Regions from separate parts of the Zea mays genome. Here region 1 is linked to region 2. The links are chromatin contacts, called in public Hi-C maps. All regions are on one chromosome and are shown on one strand. Each heading gives the region's core, a stretch centred on a gene start, on an enhancer-like site or on the middle of the called end of the contact. The rest is flanking DNA. Distances are from core to core; before and after follow the strand shown.

Region 1 (2,933 bases), core at 142-2,641, 210 kb after region 2:
CGAGCTGGGGAAGAATCTCCCGAGACCTTGATCTATGCGTCAACGGTCATGATTAGACATAGGGTAACGATTCGTCCAACGCTGGTGGCGCCCGTTCGATTTTGATCGGATGAGCCTCGTGATCAACTGAATGTCCACCGTAGATCTCGCGATCAACGATCCCCAAATCCTTCTGGGTCAGCTCTAATCTCACCCGTCGAACGACAATCCAACAGTTTGTGCCGGCCGATACCCTTTTCGGCCGGACTGTTTTGCAAAAGTCCCCGAAGTATTGCAGAATAAACCCGCCGTCCGCTGCCGGTGTAAATTAATTACAGTCGTGCCCTGGTTTTTATAAAACAACCCCTGAACTCTCATGTTTAATAAAATAAATCAGAAAATGATTTTAATATAGAAATTAAACCCTAAAACTTAATAAATCCATAACTTATTTTTTTAACTCTAAATGGCTGCATAGTGCAATATAGGGGGAAAATTTTAGGGAAGAGCCGTGTAGATAGGGGGTGTTTGGTTTAAGGAATCACTACATCCAACTTGAGACGGTGCATCATGGGTTCATTCTTTAAGGGGGTGTTTGGTTTGAGGAATCACTTCATCCAAAATATGGTGTTGCATCATGGGTCCATTTCTCAAATTTGGTGGGATGACTTCATGCTCATATTAGTACTAACTAAATAACTATAAGGAATGAGGTGATGATGGATCAACTTAATCCATTCCACAAACCAAACAAAAAAGTGAGGAGTGAGAAGACGATGGATTAAATCATTCCTCAAACCAAACAACTTATAAATTTGGTGGGATGACCACATTCCTCATATTAGTACTAACTAATTAACTATGATGGATCAACTCATTCCATTTCACAAACCAAACAAAAATAGTGAGGAGTGAGAATATGATGGATTAACTCATTCATCAAACAAAACACCTAGTAGTCTTAGCAGGCGAGCACGAAGCACGATCCAAGGGCTAACGGTGAGTCCTATGCCTTCGCACGAATCACAATGGATTATTATTTCGCGTGTGTGTATATATAAGTGAAGGAGAACGTTACGGAAGCTAGTGACAGTGTAAAGCCAGGGTACCAGATCGAGTACTGCCAAAATAGTTCGTACTGTAATGAAAACTAACGCGTTCTGGTTCCAATGGTAGCAACTGGCAACTGCCACCGTTGTATGGAGTATAACATTACCTTCGTTTCACTATCTTAAAATGCCCTAATTCCGATAAAAATTTCCCTTGAAATCAATATGATGGAGTTGACCAAACTTCTCAACTACCTTAAAATGGGCTAATTCCGATTTGGAACGACACATCGTAGCAAAGTCAAATCCACGCATCCCATTCCAATACAAAAAGGCGCCCCCGGCATTCTTTACCGTTGATTTGATGCGTGACGGGTCCTGATCCACCCCAGTCTCCACCTCACCCCTCTCCACTCGACGGCTCGATCCTTGCTGCCCGACCTTTTTTTTTGATCTGCTATGCTGTAGACTAATCGCGATTAAGGAAATAAGGGGGGAAAAGGAGGAAGGTCCAAGCGGCGGCAGCAGCAAAAACCCGCTCCGAAAGGCAGAAAACCACAATAAACAAGGCACGCAACGAATCCGATCCCGATTTAATTCGCCCAAATCCGTCGATTAATCCCCACGCCGGCCGCGTCATGCTCCGGCCATTCCTCTCCCCTCCCCTCACCGCTCTGCCGCCGCCCCCTGCCTCCACCGCAGCAGCCGCGGGCGCCGCGGCGATGCGACCCGCATCCTCCTCCTCCTCCCGCTCCTCGGCCGGCGGAGGCGGGGCCCACCACCACCAACACAACCACGGCGGCCACAGCATCTCCGTCTCTCCGCCGACGTGCAGGCACGCCCCATCGTCGGCCACGCTCGATCTCCTCATCCTGCTTCTCGTGCTCTTCTCGCTTGCCTTCCTGCTCGCCTCCTCGCTCTCGCACGTCGCGCGCTCGCTCTCCCCGCTGCTCGCCACGCCGCCCGCCGCCGCGGCGCTCGCCTACGCCACCGCCGCACTGCCTTACCTGGCCGCGGCGGCCGTGCTCGTCGCCACCGCGTTCCTCTCCTGTCGCCGGCTCCCGCGGCGCCGGTGCCGCAACCCGCGCTGCCGCGGCCTGCGAAAGGCGCTGGAGTTCGACGTCCAGCTGCAGACCGAGGGGGCCCTTCGCGCCGGCGCCGGAAGCACCGCCGGCGGCGCCGAAGCATCCATGTGGCGCGAGATCGAGGCGCTGCCGTGGAAGGGCGGCCAGGGCGGAAACAACCCAGACTACGAGTGCCTTCGCGCCGAACTCCGCCGGATGGCGCCGCCTAACGGCCGAGCCGTGCTGCTCTTCCGCAACCGGTGTGGCTGCCCTGTTGCTAAACTCGAAGGATGGGGCGCCCCCAAGAGCAAACGGCGCAACAAGAAGTGAGTGATGGTTGACTATATTCCATTTATTTGCAAATTCTACATGATTATTACTTCAGTCCACCAGCTAAACTCAGTCGCACTATTTCCATGGGATGAACGCAATTTCACTGTTGTCTGACACGTGAGTTACCCATGGCGTTCGCTATCAATCTCATTTCTCCATCTCAAATTTTGAGATATTATGCACTGTTATTCTGGATGTGCAAACAATAAAGCATGGTCTCATTGTTATACATCATTAAATAGGTAACAGTGCTGTGTGGCCTTCCTCTAATTCTGACTCACCTAAGCATGCTTGGATACCCTGTTTGTTTGCCTCATGATGGTTATGGAAATTTTATTCCACTTAGCTTCATTTTCTGAATTCAGTGGGCTTCTGTTCATTTTGTGGTTTTCTCAGTTGTTTGTACCATAGCTTATATGTTGTAACATCTTGTTGGTCATGGATTCGAAAGAAAATGAATTAGTCTTCAGATGTGTATGGGCTGTTACCAGAAGTTAGGCAACGAGCA
Region 2 (2,704 bases), core at 39-2,538:
CTTGAGCTTAAATAGCCTCTCCAACGTGCCACATTTGACATTTGTCTATTGTGACAACCTAAGTGTCATCTATCTAGAGACGAACCCGGTGCAACATCAGCGCGCCAAACACGTCGAGATCGACCTTCACGCATTGCTGCCGGTGTTGTTCGTGTTATATATGTCCCAACGACCTCCTAATCCACTGATATCGTCACGAAGGGCCTTCATTCCTTAGTCTTCTTGGAGTTTCGGTTCAACGTGAACATCCGCTCCACCGACGTGTTCCAGATGCGGAGGGGTGTTAGATTGCCTAGAAAGATTATACAAGGGTTGGGTGTCTTAGTTGCGGTTTAATTACTTGTGGTTTACTTAATTGGCGTCGGATAACCCCTCTCCGGTTCTATTTCCATAAACCGGATGAACGTGCCTATATATTGTGTAATCGTGATTTGCACCCCTCAATCAAGACCTGATTACTGCAAATACTCCAAACTTTCAAAAACAAAGGCATTATCGTCCTGACTGACTGAAGTGAGACTCTCCAAGCCGTCCCAAGCACTCTCATCGCCCACTGCACAGTTCAGGAAACCTCTCTAGATACAAAAGGCCAAATTGCAAATCACGATTTTGAGAGAGAGAAAAAAACAGGAAACCTCTATCATCCTCCGCAGAGTCAGATCCAAATCCTCACGGACCGACGAGAGAGAGAGAGAGAGAGAGAGAGAGAGAGAGAGAGAGAGAGAGAGAGAGAGGGGCACCAGCTTCCGACGAGTCAGGCACACGAGCCCCGTCGTACGGATCAGGCGACCAGAGAAGAGCCATAGGGAAGGGATGGAATCAGCAGCAGTACCTATACTTCTGAGCGCCCTGGTGCGTCTGGAGCTCGGCCTGGAACTTGGTCTTGCAGGTGTCGAGCGGGTAGAGCACGGTGGTGCTGACGAGCGAGCCGATTGCCCCGGAGGTGGCCTCCGCCAGGCTCTCCCAGTCCACCCCGCCGCCGCCGTCCGCCGCCATCGCCCGTCCCCGTCCCTTCCTCTACCCGGCCGACGAGATCCTTGGGAATCTCCTCCCGCAGTTCGGGGCCCTGCCTGCTGTCTATTGCCCCTTCGAGTCCAACAAGTTGCGAGCGAGGTGCGTCTAGCGACTCTGCGTACCCGCGAAGTGAGAGGAAGGTCTAGGCGGCCGCGGCCTGCGAGTTAAGTAGTAGATGGGAACCGCTGGAGAGAGGAGAGACGTCACGGCAGATGGGCGACGAGTGGGATGGGGACGCCAGCCGCCACGCTGAGCGGGGGCAGGTGCGGGCGGCCGGGCCGGGCGTCTACGGTATTTTGCGGACCGACGAGTCCGCGCGGCACCATGGTTTCGAGATGCGGTGTTTGCCTGTTTGGTGCCGACTTTTGTTCCTGGGTGCATTTATTTACGTGCGCGTTGGCGGACGGACTATCCGTCGTAGTGGCACGTCCGCGCGTATAATCAGTTAGATTTTAGATTTCTTTTGGGATTTATCTTATGTTATTATGTACTAGGTCAGTGCCCGTGCGTTGCAACATAGACATATAATATCTCGATAACTTATATATGCGCATATGTGTTATATAGTTATGAGATAGAGGATACATATATGCGAGTTGTCCGGGATGACATCGAAGAGAAACTTGGACCTGTGACGCACGGATACTCACCTAATGTATTATATAAGATAGGTCAGTACTCGTACATTGCATCTGAAACATATAATATCTCGATAACTTATATATACATATGTGTTATACGATTATGAGATGGATGACAACATTCACGAGCCGTCCGTAATGAAATTCTCCTCTCACAAAGTTATATATAAGTTAATTCCCTCTGTGCCACTGAAAATTACACCGATACTTTATGTGCCATTATAAATTGTAGCATCCCTTCTATGCCATCGATTTTATATTTTGTTCCCCTCTCTGCCCGTTTGTTGGTGTAGTTGGGCCCACATGGCATGCACTAACCCCCTCCCATCATCTCTGTTTGCCATGACCGGCAAGGCCAAAGGACGAGCCGCAACCACAGCCCCCGCCTGCCTGGAGCGTGCGTGGCAATCTTGTTGACCTCAGCCCGACGTCGAGGACTAAGCCGAGGCGAGCCAAGGCTGTTCGACGGTGGCGGGGATCGAGCCGAGGCACGTCCGTCTGCAAGCCCACGTCGACACCGTCGACACCTCGTGCGTGTTGTAACCTCGTGGCCGGCGGTGGACGGCACACGCGAGGCGAGACTGCCTGCACTTGCAATCTGCATGCATGGAATCCGAAAGGCGGCCAGATGCCCGAGGCCCGAGCGTATGTGATCGAACGAAGCGTGCGTGCAGCGGCGACGCGACGACGTGTGAGAGGATCGTGTGAGAGGATCGGATCAGATCGTGAGGCGATCTGCTCTAGAAGAAGCGTGTCTCATGCATGTCAGAGAGTGGCAGGCGCTGAGAATCGAACAAGGGAACGGGAGGGGACTGTACGTACAAATACTACACGATGGTTGGTTCGTACTGGTGCAGTCTGATCGATCCATGTCTGCCGGCATTATTGGCACCTGACAGCTCAGATCAGCTGGAGCTGGTCATTCTCGTGCATGGCAGATGGATACTCCTACACCAGGTGACTTCTCAAAAAAATGCAATGTTGCACCCTCCTTTCCAAAGACACAGACCAAATGTTCTGCAAACCTACATGCCTGAAGTGTCAGATTG

What was found. Hi-C and Micro-C count contacts between places; a contact is called where the count stands out from the background.
Region 1: a Hi-C map of leaf shows a contact between it and region 2, with 5 times the contacts expected there. The contact joins the promoter of LOC103635743 here to the promoter of LOC100282644 in region 2. A contact is called at or near these places in 7 of 25 Hi-C or Micro-C datasets (bundle sheath, ear, endosperm and 4 more).

What each region holds. Positions count from the first base shown.
Region 1 is chr8:117,207,702-117,210,634 of Zm-B73-REFERENCE-NAM-5.0, forward strand. LOC103635743 reads left to right here and starts at 1,392. Exons shown (of 2, transcript XM_008658120.4): 1 at 1,392-2,418. The coding sequence starts at 1,667.
Region 2 is chr8:116,994,725-116,997,428 of Zm-B73-REFERENCE-NAM-5.0, forward strand. LOC100282644 (peroxisomal carrier protein) reads right to left here and starts at 1,289. Exons shown (of 5, transcript NM_001155552.2): 1 at 833-1,289. The coding sequence starts at 996.